2 separate regions of the Mus musculus genome follow, and region 2 is linked to region 1. Evidence: chromatin contacts called from public Hi-C data. All regions are on one chromosome and are shown on one strand. Each heading gives the region's core, a stretch centred on a gene start, on an enhancer-like site or on the middle of the called end of the contact. The rest is flanking DNA. Distances are from core to core; before and after follow the strand shown.

Region 1 (6,268 bases), core at 2,266-4,765:
GCTCAGCGATTTGTCTAAGACCACACAGCTAGCAAGTAGCAGCATTCAAAGACATTGGTCCTGGGAAGAGGGTTCTAAAGTCTTGAAGAGCTTCAGCTCAGGAATTAGGAGCCCTGCATCCAACTTTGTGACCAGAATCCTGGGCACGCTGCCCATTCTCATCTTTCCCAAATGAATGTCCTCCAGGGAGAACTGCAAGGTAGTACAGCTCTCAGGTGTGGCTTTAACTTGCTCAGGCTGTGATTTTGACAGCAATGATCTTGCCGCTCCCCGCCCCCCACACACACCCCATGAGAACTCCCAGAAGCTTGTAGATAACAGTCACCCACCCTACGTGACATCTTGGCATTTAAAGAGTTTATCATGCCACACCTCCATCATGATGGTGCTGAGATGAGCAAGGAATATTTGGTTTTCTAGAGAATGCTGAAGCATGGGAACCAGCACACACTCTCGCTGCTTCTCAGGCAAGTTTTAAATAGGGGATCCCGAGGATTAGGGTAACAGCATGTGCATCCCCAACGGAGAAGCAGGCATCACCTCAAAAGTCCCAGTGAAGCAGGGCCGCATGGGCCCCTCGGGAGCCCTGGCCTTGATGGTGTTGGCTTGGTCCTCGGACTAGAGGGGCCCATCCCTGAGAAAATAGACCAGAGAAACAGCCAAGTTCTCCTGAGAAAAATATCTACCAGGTATACAGTGCTTAGAGGGTGACTCAGCATCCGGGGAGGGGGTGGGGGATGTTTGCCCAACACTGAGGTGTGGTCTCCAGAACAAAGATAGACAGAAGACCAAACAGGTAGAGACACCAAATGCAGACTCAGCAGAAATACCAGCTCCACCAGCATGAGGGCAGAGGGTGGCGCATCCTTGGCCCTGCCCTCATTGAGCTGAGATACTCAGCCACTGTTCCCTTGGTATGGATGTAGCATCTACAATAGAAAGACCTCCCACCATGAATAGGTACCTCGATTGCCTGTGGATTATAGTGACCATAAACAAGATGTGTCTGTGTCTATGAAACGGTTTGTGAGTTTGGTAACCTCATCGTTCCATTTCCAGCCCACCAGGAAAGCACCAGGGCAGATCTGACCAATAAAACTGTTTGTGATGATAGAATGATATGAGACTGTGCTTTTCTATGGCCACTAGCCACATGTGTCTACTGGGTAAGGAGCCAGTGGTGCCAAGGGAACAAGTAGAACAAAGCTAAATGGGACATTTACCTGTACATTTGGCATATGTGGTTTGTAGCTTCTGTGCTTGGTTGGAGCAGCTCTAGAAACAAGAAGGGACAATAAAAAATGGGGCATCTATACCACAACTCCAGGCTTCAAAAGCATCAGCCACTGTCTCCTGCAAAGTAGATGTTTATTTCAGGTACAGAGTTGGGAAACAACCCCAGGAAAGTCCAACAGCTGTCTCCCGACAGAGCTGGAATTGCAAACAGGATTAAATCTCATGACTCCAAAGCTCTCTCCTACCTCTGCAGTACTCTGTTCACATATGTGAACATGCCATCGCATATCTAACAGGTGGTTGTAATTAGGTGCTTACCACTGGGTTCCACACTTAAAGGCAAATCAAGACACACACCTGGGCTTTAGGAGGGCTTCCTCAGGCAAAGGCAGTGTGCAGCTGCCACAGTGAGAATATAGGGATTTAAATCACTTTGGTTTCCTTCCAGGTAGCTCAACGCACCATGTTATAAATATCATTGACGTCTGCTGAGTTTCCAGTTTATATTTTAGGCCATCGTTCCTGCCCAGAATTCCCTATGGAAATACCAAGCAGCCTACTGGATTTCGAATTTAGATATCAAATCATCGGCTTCTTGACCTTGTCCCCAAACCTTCCCCCTTCTCGACAAATGGCAAGGCTCTTCTCACAGCACCGTTCCGAACTTCTAGGGTTGTCCATGGCTCCTTTTTTTTTTTTTTTTTAATTTTCTTTCATCTAATCCACCGACAAATATCTTTAACTCTATCTACAAGAAGCATACAGCATACTGGCCATCCCCACTACTGCCACTCCGCTGTCCTCTTCATGTCTATCCAGACCGAAGAAATACTTGGCTCCCTCTCTTTTTGTTGTTTATTTTCCAAACAGTAGTCAGAGTCATCTTTTTTTTAAAAAATTACTTATTTTTAATTTTATGTGCATTGGTGTTCTTCCTGCGTGTATGTCTATATGAGGGCCTTGGAGCTCCTGGAACTGGAGTTACAGACAGTTGTGAGCTGCCATGCAGATGCTAGTAATTGAACCCAGGTCCTCTGGAAGAGCAGTCAGTGCTCTCTTAATCCCTGAGCCATCTCTGCAGCCCCTAGAGTCATCTTCTATAAACTGAAAATTCAGAGTATGTTCCTCAATGGTTTTTCAAACTCCTTCTACAAAACCCTGCAAGGTTTACTTCCTGATGTTTCTGTAACTTCATTTCCTATCACTTTTTTTTTTCCAAACCAGGTCTTTCTGAGCACTCCTTCATGATACCATTTTACTTACTCTCTGGCTTCCTAAGGATCTATGCCCAAAAATCCCTTCATCAAAGACAACAGGCATGCCTCACCCTATCTTATTTGGGTTTCCTTCATAATATGCATCCACTTCTAAAGTGTAATATGTGTGCCTATTGTTGCTTTCATGCTCAAATACAAGCTGGAGCAGATGAGCAGATAAAATAGAGGAAGCCCAATTGAATTTAAATTTCAGATAAACAATGAATTATTTTTCAATATGAAGTTGTCATAGATATTGGAGGGCTCTTATAATTTAAAAAAAAAATAGCTAAACCAGGTGTGAGGATGCATGCCATTAATCCCAGAACTCAGGACCAAGGCAGGCAGATCTTTGCGAGTTCAAGAACAGCCTGGTCTACATAGCTAGCTCTAGGGCAGCCAGGACTACATAGAAAGCCTCTGTCCAACTCCCTCCCCCCTCCCCAAAAATCACTGTTTATCTGGTATTGGAAATTTACTAGTGTTCAGTATTTTATTTGCTAAATCTGGCAACTCTATACAGAAAGGAAAACACATTGGTTATTGTGTTTATGGCAGCATCCCCAGAGCTAGAATAGTCTCGATATTTCACCACCAGTAAATATTTATTGGATGGATGGGTGGGTGGGTGGATAGATGGATAGATGGGTGGAGGGATGGATGGAAGGACGGATGAATTATTCAACTGGGCCATTAAAACAATGAGCCTAAAGAACCTAAGAGTAAGAGGGATGGAGTCTTTCAAGAACTTTTCAGAAGGTGGAGCCTCGGGTGCCAGTCCCCGCCCCTGCTTCTCAGCAAGCAAAACTCTGCCTCCGCTGTAAGTTGATGCGGTCAGCCGCGGTCCGACAGGGGCGGGGCCTACTAACTGTGGCTCCAGACCCAGCACGAGCCAGAGCCGCGGCCCCTTTAACGTTCCACCTCCCCAGCACCACACGCGCCCTCCTGCGTGACGTCACCAAGGGGCGCCCAATGGGGGCGCGGCTTACTGGCAAGCCTTGCCCGGGGCCGCTGCCAAAGGGGAAGTGAGCTAAGACTGGAGCTATGGCCCGGGTCTGGAGCCTGCGGCGGCCGCCACCGCCAGCACATCCAGAGAAGTCGCGACCGAAGCAGGGGCCGGAGACGCGGCTGGACTGGCCGCGGCGCGTGTGAGTTGCGGAAGTCGCTGGTGGCGGAACACTTCAGGCTGGCGGAGCGGTGGTCACCCCTCATCACTGCGCCCCCTCCAGGCCCTAGCAGCAGGGCTCCCGCTCCTCTCGCGCGGGTCTCTACAAACTCAGGACAGAAGCCACGGGAAGGTGATCATCCCGAATCCTGGTGGGCGTCCCGGCCTGGGAGTTTTCTAGGCGCCCAGGCAGTGTTGGCGCTCTCCTGTCACCACCTCTCCAGTTAAGGATCAGCGAGTTCCCACTGCCTGCTCTGCAAAGTCTCCTCTCCTCCCATTCAAAAACAAGTTTATTTTCCTTCTGCATTGGGAATCTTGTCCCAGAGATCTAAAGTACCTTAGTTTTGTGTATCTTTCTCCCGCTTTCTGGAGCACTCCTAGAAATATTGGTTGCCTACACGACTTAGAATCTCGTGCTTGACTTAGCGGGTTGTTTTGTTTCGTTTTCCTTTTGACAGGTAATAGTTGTTTCAGAAATTTATCCATTTAGATCTCCAGTTCCTTGGCCATCTCTATGTAACTTCCCCCACCCCCCATCCCCCATCCACCTGAGTCCAATTTTCTCTGGGCTCTATTCTCCAGCCCTCAGTAGATCTGGTCAGTCCCACCTCTGGGTGGGAGTGATCAGGGGGCTCAGGCCCAGGATTTCCAACCCTGGAAGGCAGCTCCAAGTCAGCGAGAGAGTTGGGTGTTGGCTACGAACCTGGCAGCTCAGGAGTGGGCCCGCCACTCACCCCCCACAAAAAGATGAAAAAGCGCAAAGAGCTCAATGCGTTGATCGGCCTGGCTGGTGACCATCGGAGAAAGAAGACCAAGCAAGGCTCAGGCAGCCACCGCCTGCTTCGCACTGAGCCTCCTGACTCAGACTCAGAGTCCAGCACAGACGAAGAGGAATTTGGAGCAATTGGAAATCGCTCTCGTTTTGTCAAGTGAGTGTAGCAGTGGGGAGGGCTGAAATGGGCAAAAGGCATCTTGCACTACTACCAGCCGGGCAAATGGATGAGAAGGAGAGGGGAGTCCCTTGGAAGAAAAAGGGAAGTAGGCCTTGGAAAACAGGGAGAAAGGATGTTGGACAGGGCAAGTTCTAACTCTTAATAAAGAGTAAGCAGTCACTCTAATGTCTAACAAGAGCTTCAAATCTAGGGTGGAAGTGTGGACTTGGGGAATGGGCTCATAGCCCAAGAAGGAATTAAAAAGGTTACTCATGGAGACAGAGGAGCAGAGAGGCTCTTGGGGCTAGGCATTTTTAAAAAGTAGGTCAAGGGACCTTAAGACCAATACTCGTTTTGTGTTTCTTAACCAGCTTAGATATTGGTGATAGGAGAATATGGTGAAGGGCTTACTGTTGAAAGTGTGAACCTTCGATAAATAATATGGGGGTGGGGGGAGCAGTCTTTTTTACCAAACCAGTTTCAGGTAGAGCAACCACTAAACAAATGAGCTTTGAGGATTGGGGGATTAAGAGGTCAGTTTGTGAGGCAACTGAAGGAAACCTCAGCCATTTGGACCTGTCAGAGAGCAAACTAAAAGCAAAGGGAGTCCGTTGGGGTGTAGAGACCAGAGTTAGGCAAAGGGCTTGGGTCCTAAAAGATTTGTGATCTTTTAGCGGGCTCAGAATCTGTGTGCTTTTGTTAAGACTGGTTAGTTAAGGACTTTTCCAAGTTTGTGTTGTGAAGGTCATCTGATGAAGTGTGAGTCTCGAAAGTTGCCCTGCTGCCTTAGTTTAGAACTGAAAACTAGATGAAGTTTGATGTGAAATCTAGTGTGCTTCTATTTCTGTACTGCCAAGGCAGTTAAGTTAAAGAATATCAGGTGTCCACTTAAGCCAGCAGATCTAGTTTCTCTCATTCCATTTGCAGTAAAACTTGGTCAAGAGTTTGTGAAGTTTCAATAAATGAGGCAAGGTCTCCTGGGCTAAGTGAGCATGTATGGGGGGGGTGAGGGTGTGGAAGGGGATAAATTACAGTGAAGGGATAGAATTCCATAGAACCACTCATTTTTACCCTTCTTTCTGTCCATTCTTTCTTTTTATCTTATTACTACTAAGGATTGAGCTAGGTTCTAGTAGTAGGCATAGAACTTGGCAATCCCTCTTCCTCAGACTCCCAGGTACTTGGATTGCAGATGGGCCACTGGGCCCTTCTTGTCATTTACACTTCTCAAACCGAGTTCTGCTCCAAAGACCACCTTCCTGAATTGACAGCAGTGATCTAGAACCTGCAAGCTCTTCCCATGGCCCACGGGAACTCCCTGTTTCCTGTGCAGTTTGAAACCTTTGTACCCCGTAGAACTTTTCACGGGTCATATTCAGTAATTTGCAACCTCCTCCTATTAGACGCAAGTGTGTTATCCTGTGATCCTTGGTAAATTCATTGGTCATTCATTAGAGAAGATAATCGCATAGGAGCATACTGTTGCTAATAAAGCTGTTCTCATCACAGCTACCTTCTCGCTCATTGGTGAATGTTTTCTTCCAACAGGGGAGACTATGCCCGATGCTGCAAGATCTGCTGTCCCCTCTGTGCCTTTGTCATCCTCGCAGCCTGCGTTGTGGCCTCTGTGGGCTTGGTGTGGATGCAAATGGCTCTCAAGGAGGATCTGGATGTCCTCA
Region 2 (6,268 bases), core at 2,826-5,325, 410 kb after region 1:
CACAATGCAATGTCTGACTTCACTTGCTGTTTTTGAAGACCGAGTTCAGTTCCCAGCGCCCCCACATAGTGTCTCATAACAATCCTTAACTCCAGTCCCAGGAGAAATGAAGCCCTCTTATGACCTCTGCAGACCCCAGTCATATTAATGGTCCACACATACATAAACAGGCAAAACAAACAGAAAATATAACTTTCAAATTCCATGTGACAAATGGTAAACAACTGCTCCAGAGAATTGTACCCACCCGGAGGGCCATAGCCCAAACCTAGATGGAAGACGTGAGCTAAGACTGGTTAGGCTAGCCTTGACTAGACAGTGGAGAGAAACATTCCAACCGAAGGATGTACCCTCCTCCAGTTCTAGGTGGCAAACACCTGACACCACGTCACTCCTCCGGGTCAGCTCTTCTGGGAGGCAGGCCCTCATTCCAGCATTTTTCCTTGAACTTCTGATTCTGCTGCCTAACCTCCAGAGTGCTGGGATTACAGGCATGCCGTGCCACACCCAGTTTTATGTAGTGCTGAGGATTCAACTCAGGGCTTTCAGAAAGGCAAGCACTCAACATCGGAGCATCCCCAGCCCCCAACAGCATTTCTCTTCCTGTACAAGCCTCAGTCAGTCTCTTCCTTCCCTAACCCTGAGAGCAATCCCTGCCCAATTCATTTGAGGTTCTCTGCCTAAGGTTGCATAGAATAGCTGTAGTTCAATTTTGTGATTCACTCCCCTTCATTTATCTGATCTCTCTGTTGGTCCCCAAGACTCAAGAGGCTGAGTTGTACTGTGTTGCTTAGGAAACCACTCTGAGCACCAGATTCTTTAATCCTGCAACAGTGGGATTCCCTGACTGTGACAGCATCATCTCCCAGAATAGAAGCAGAAGGCTTTCTCGATAGAAAAAGAAACACTCATTTCATGCCATCTCTTTGGAAACAGAGCAGAAGATAAATAGAGGCCACCTAATGCTTTTCCCTGGAGGCTCCTTCTCTTCCCCTTAAGTAGATGAGACTCTGCCCAGCCCAGGTGTTCAGAGCAGGGCTCCCTCTGTGTTCAACCCAAATCGGGCCTCAGGTTAAAAGCCGGAAGACCAATTTGTAGAGCCATGGTAACTGACTGCTGGCATTAAACATTGTCAGTAAAATAAAAGCTCTTAACAGGTGTCTAGTTCTACAGTTATCCCCTATTTCCTCCACCAAAGGGTAAAAAGCCCTAAAGACAAGGAGGAGACAGGGCCCTCCTTAAGACAGCAAACACATCAGAAGCAGAGAGAAGATTTGAACCCATGTCTTTCCTCCATTCTTTGCCTAATACATTCTCACAAACTGCTCTGTGGGGGTGGCTTCTCATAGCAACAGCTCTTTGGGTGGACTGAGAGATTGCCATTGTTTGCCATTCCCACACATCTCAGAATCTGGCTCTTTACAGACTAGGGAAACAAAGCAAGAGTAGGAAGCCAACAGCAGGGTTGACCTTAGCCTGAAGGGCAAGTGTCTGCTCCTACACAAGGAGAGCAGGGCGAGGGGCATATCAGAGGGCTTGGGTCAGCTCTGCCTTACTGGCCTCAAACCTCCTGCCCTACCCTTGTGCTTCAGTAAACCAGAGGGTAGAGCAGAGTACAAGAAGAAATCAATGCTTTCCTGGCCTGAGGGAGAAAGGAGCCTGACTGGAGATCTTCCTCCTCTACTGGTACACTGTTCATGGGAAACCTAGACCCCAGGCTCGATGGGCCAAAAGTTAAAAGACGAAATTAGAAGTTAAATGTACTCCCTCAAAGTTTATAAAGAATGAGAGTCAGAGGTCAGGCTGGCCTCCGGATTCCCTGTATGAGAAGCAAGCCCATGGGCGTTTGAAACTTTTCTCATTTCAATGACACAAAGTGTGCCTAAAGTATCTGGCACAAAGCATGTCTTCATGATGAATGTGGCCAGATGATCTGGGCTCCAATCCTGACTTGACTTTCCTGAGTGACCTTGGGCAACTGCTTAACCTCTTCTTACCTCATTCTTTCATCTGTGAAATACCATGTATCAAGCCAAGCATGGAGGAGACATCACATAGCAGCCGTGGTACAGCTGGATTGTAGAGCGCTCTCCTAGCGTGTGAGAGGGTTCAATCTCAGGACCTCCGAGAAGAATGGCTGGGGAGAGGTGGCTCAGCAGTCAAGAGCACTTGTTCTCACAGAGCACCCAGGTTAGGTTCCCAGCACCCACATAGTACCTTACAACCATCCATAACTCCAGTTCCAATTGATTGGATGCTCTTTCTGACATCCATGGGCAACAGGTATGCATGTGATACACACATACACACACCAGCAAAATACTCCTACACATAAAGTTTCTTAAAGTTCTTTAAAAAGAAAAACACCTTGTACCATCCTGGATGTTAACACATGGCTTATATTCTAAGTATAATTTAATTTCCAGCAGGGAATGGTAGCACATGCCCATAATTCCAGCACTCAAGAGCCTGAGATAAGAGGAATATGAGTTTGGGGCCAGCCTGAGCTACACAGTAAGCCCACATCTCAAAAATAAAACAAAACAAAACACCTTAGTTTTCAAAGGACAAACTAGGTAAACTCTCTCTATGCCTTGAGCAATTTGTACAAAGAGACAAACCAGACCTCTTTAAGAGGAGAATACAGCCACAGCCCTGCTCAGCAGAATCTGGCACTCAGATACAACCTTCAAAGCCAAATGCACACTTGGCATTCAGATCCTGCCCTCAGCGATCCTCTCTGACCACTCAGCTCCGAAGGTTCTCTTAGCCTCTCTTACCATAGAATGAAAGCCCTGGACCTGCCTTCAAGGTCCCATGTCCTTCCTTCCACCCTTCCAGATCTGCTTGCCACAGGTTGTGCACACAGTGGGGCCCCAGGAAGACTTGTTAAGCCAGTGTGGGCTTCTGGTTCAGAGCCAGTGAGTAGCTGGCAGTTCCTCAGTTCTCCAGAACTGGCTGCAAAGTGGTGGCAGGTGTAATTCATCTCTTTCACCGGAACCAGGGCCCCAGGAGAGACCGCTGGGACCCGGCTGCCCATTTGGCTCAGAAACCAGACCAACAGCTACCAGAGAAGGGGGTGGGGAGGTGTGGCTGTTTCCTCCCCCTTTCTGCAAGAAGGTACAGAGACCCTGAGACTCTGTCTGAGACTGAGCCCCAGGTGAAGGACCAACTCGTACTGTGGTGCTACTGTGCCTCTATTAAGGTCTTCGAACGTCTAATACCGTGATGGTGGGATGCTTAGGAAAAGGACAGGTTTTTAGTGTGCCCCACCAGTGCAGGCAGTTTCCAGCAGGTATTACCTCACCAAAGCTCTTTTTTTTTTTTTTTCTGAATCCTGACACGAACACCCTAGGGCCTTAAGAACAAAACCTCTTCCCCTGTTTGCCAGAGAAGGGGGCAGAAAACGGTTGCCTTATAGTGGAGTCTGAAGAAATTGGTGGCCCCGGATGCCGATGGGAAGAATTTGCGCTGTACTAAGTTTTTTTTGTGTGCTACTTAGCCCTCGCCTCTCTCCTTCCGATTATTGGGCAGGGAAAACTTCCAAGAGATGTGCCTCCTACTCTCAGTTCTCAGGACCTATCAACCCTTCATTCACCCTTGGGAGACAAATAATGAGACGTCACTTCACTCTGCTTTCAACCCAGGATGTATGGATTGATCTTGGAAGGACCCTCTTCTCCAGCCCAACTCCGGGAACCTGCCCCTGCCCCTACAAATATCCCGTTCCCCGTGGCCTGTAGCACCCACACTCACCAGCTCCATCCTCAGCGCCATGATCTTGTCCCCTAGGCCGTGGCCGGTGCTGGGCGCCCCCGGGAGCAGCACGTCCCCAGAGGTTCCCAGCTCGCACTCGCCTCGAAGCCCGCGGAGCAGTCCTTCAGGGATCTTCCTGCCCACCTTGCCCTCCACGTCTCGCAAGTCCGGCGTCTGGGACTCCGCGGTCCCCTCCATGTGGGCCCAAGCCAGAACAGGACTGGGCGACCAGGGTCCGGTTCCCAAGGGTCCTCCCTTCTCTGCTACGAACGCGGAGCGAAACCCGTGGATCCCCGCCCGCCCCGCGCGGGGGGTGGGGTGGGGGAACAGGAGGAGGGCGCCGTAACGCTCAGAAAAGCCGCGCAGTTGGGGGAGCGAGGTACCGAGTGGTATGCACACAACTTCTAGCCCTGGAGGCGTTCGACTAGGTGATCCTGGATTTGGAACTGAAGACCTCAAAGAAAGCTCAGTGCCTTCTCCCTGTGTTGGCACCAACTAGACACGCAGCAGGAAGCTAATAAATATTTTCTGGATGAAAAGTAGCCCCAATCGAGGTAACACGGCTGCAGAGGTTTTGGAAGGCTTTCTGCTCAGGAGCTGTGCCTGTTACAGGGGCTAGAATACAGCCACTCAGTTCACAGACACCTCCCAGCATCTAGAAATCAGCTGAAAGAGTAATAGAAGGGCAATCCCCCTGGCCAGTGAGAAACAACCATTATTAAAATTGAAGGAATCCACAAATCTTGATGTTCATCTTACATGGGCTAACAAAAGAGGTGCTTCCTAAGACTGACTGTAAATATGGGTACTCTGAAAACCCTGGCAAGTTAGAGCCTGAGGTCCTGCATTGGCTTTTGTTTTGTTTTACCAAGATAGGGTTTTTCTGTGTAGCCCTAGAACCCACTGTAGACCAGGCTGTCCTGGAACTAAGAGATCCTCCTGCCTCTACTGGGGTTAAAGGCAGGTGCCACCACAGTCTGGCTTTTCTTTTTTTACAGAGAGGGTCTCACTGTGTGGTCCATAGCCTAGAACTTGCTATGTAGAGTGGACCGGCTTTGAACTCACAGAAATCCACCTGCCACTGCCTTACCAGGAATTAAAATCTTTTTTAAAGATTAATTTTAAAGATAATTTTCTATCTTAATTACAAGTATTTTAAAAGTATGTTCATGTAGGGATATGTACACATGAGTACAGGTGTCTAGAGGCCACAGAAGGGCAACAGATCCCTAGAAGCTGGACTTAGAGTTGTGAACTATGTAACATGGGTGCTAGGACTGAACTCGGGTCCTCTCTAAGAGTCGTATGTGCTCTTACCTGCTGAGCCATCTCTAGCCCCAGCCCCAGCCCCAGCCCCAGCCCCAGACCTGAGAGTCTGCATTTTTTTTAAAGATTTATTTATTTATTATATGTGTGTATGCTGTAGCTGTCTTCAGACACTCCAGAAGAGGGAGGGCATCAGATTTTTGTTACGGATGGTTGTGAGCCACCATGTGGTTGCTGGGATTTGAACTCGGGACCTTTGGAAGAGCTGATGGTGCTCTTAACCGCTGAGCTATCTCATCAGCCTGAGTCTGCATTTCTAAGAAGCTATAGGGGGATAGCCATGCTACAGTTCTGAGAACCACACTAAGTGACACGGTTATGTTTCTAAGCTGTTTGGACTTAATTCTACAGGTAAAGAAGGGCCAAGAAAGAGCCGGGCATGGTGGCACGCCTTTAATCCCAGCACTTGGGAGGCAGAGGCAGGCGGATTTCTGAGTTTGAGGCCAGCCTGGTCTACAGAGTGAGTTCCAGGACAGCCAGGGCTATACAGAGAAACCCTGTCTTGAAAAAAAAACAACAACAAAACAACAACAACAACAAAAAAGGGCCAAGAAAAAAGATTGTTTTGTTCTGTTTGGGATTTTAATCCAAGTATTTCCAACCCACTGTTACAAAAAGATGTACAATGAAAAAAAAAAATCTCTTCCCTCTATTCTTTCAAAGCTCTGGGCCTACTTCCCAAAAACCACTTTCAGTTTGTTTTGTGGGTTTTTTTGTTTGTTAGTTTGTGTGTGTGTGTGTGTGTGTGTGTGTGTGTGTGTGTGTGTTTAGCTACTCATAATTCTAGATTTTTATTTATTTATTTACTACATGTGTATCTATGTATCTGTGTGTCTCTGTGGGGGATATATATGTAAGCACAAGTCCCCCCAGAGGTCGGAAGTGGGTTTCAGATCTCCTAGAATTGGAATTACTAGCAATTGTGAACCATCTGATATAGCTCTTGGGAACTGACCTCAGGTTCTATTTGAGCAATGTGAGCTCTTATCTGCTAAGCCATCTTTCCAATCCAACCATTCATAATTTTAAACAATTTTCTACCATTCCTTCTAAATTTAAATATTACATACTGACTTCCTAGAACTATATGGGTGATTTTTCTTTTGAGTCTGTTGATGGCCTCGACTTAAGAGGCCCATCTGCCTCCCTAGTGCTGGGATTACCTGTTTGTGCCACAGACTCAGGC

The links. A called contact is a pair of places that touch in the nucleus more often than the background predicts.
Region 2: a Hi-C map of CD8 T cells shows a contact between it and region 1, with 2.5 times the contacts expected there. The contact joins the promoter of Lurap1 here to the promoter of Efcab14 in region 1. A contact is called at or near these places in 3 of 39 promoter capture datasets (erythroid cells and liver), 2 of 484 Hi-C or Micro-C datasets (CD8 T cells and neutrophils) and 1 of 9 other capture datasets (pancreatic islet).

What each region holds. Positions count from the first base shown.
Region 1 is chr4:115,734,255-115,740,522 of GRCm38.p6, forward strand. It overlaps Efcab14 (EF-hand calcium binding domain 14), which reads left to right and starts at 3,516. Exons shown (of 11, transcript NM_001368627.1): 1 at 3,516-4,586; 2 at 6,138-6,268. The coding sequence starts at 4,405.
Region 2 is chr4:116,140,541-116,146,808 of GRCm38.p6, forward strand. Lurap1 (leucine rich adaptor protein 1) reads right to left here and starts at 4,076. Exons shown (of 2, transcript NM_026547.1): 1 at 3,757-4,076. The coding sequence starts at 3,954.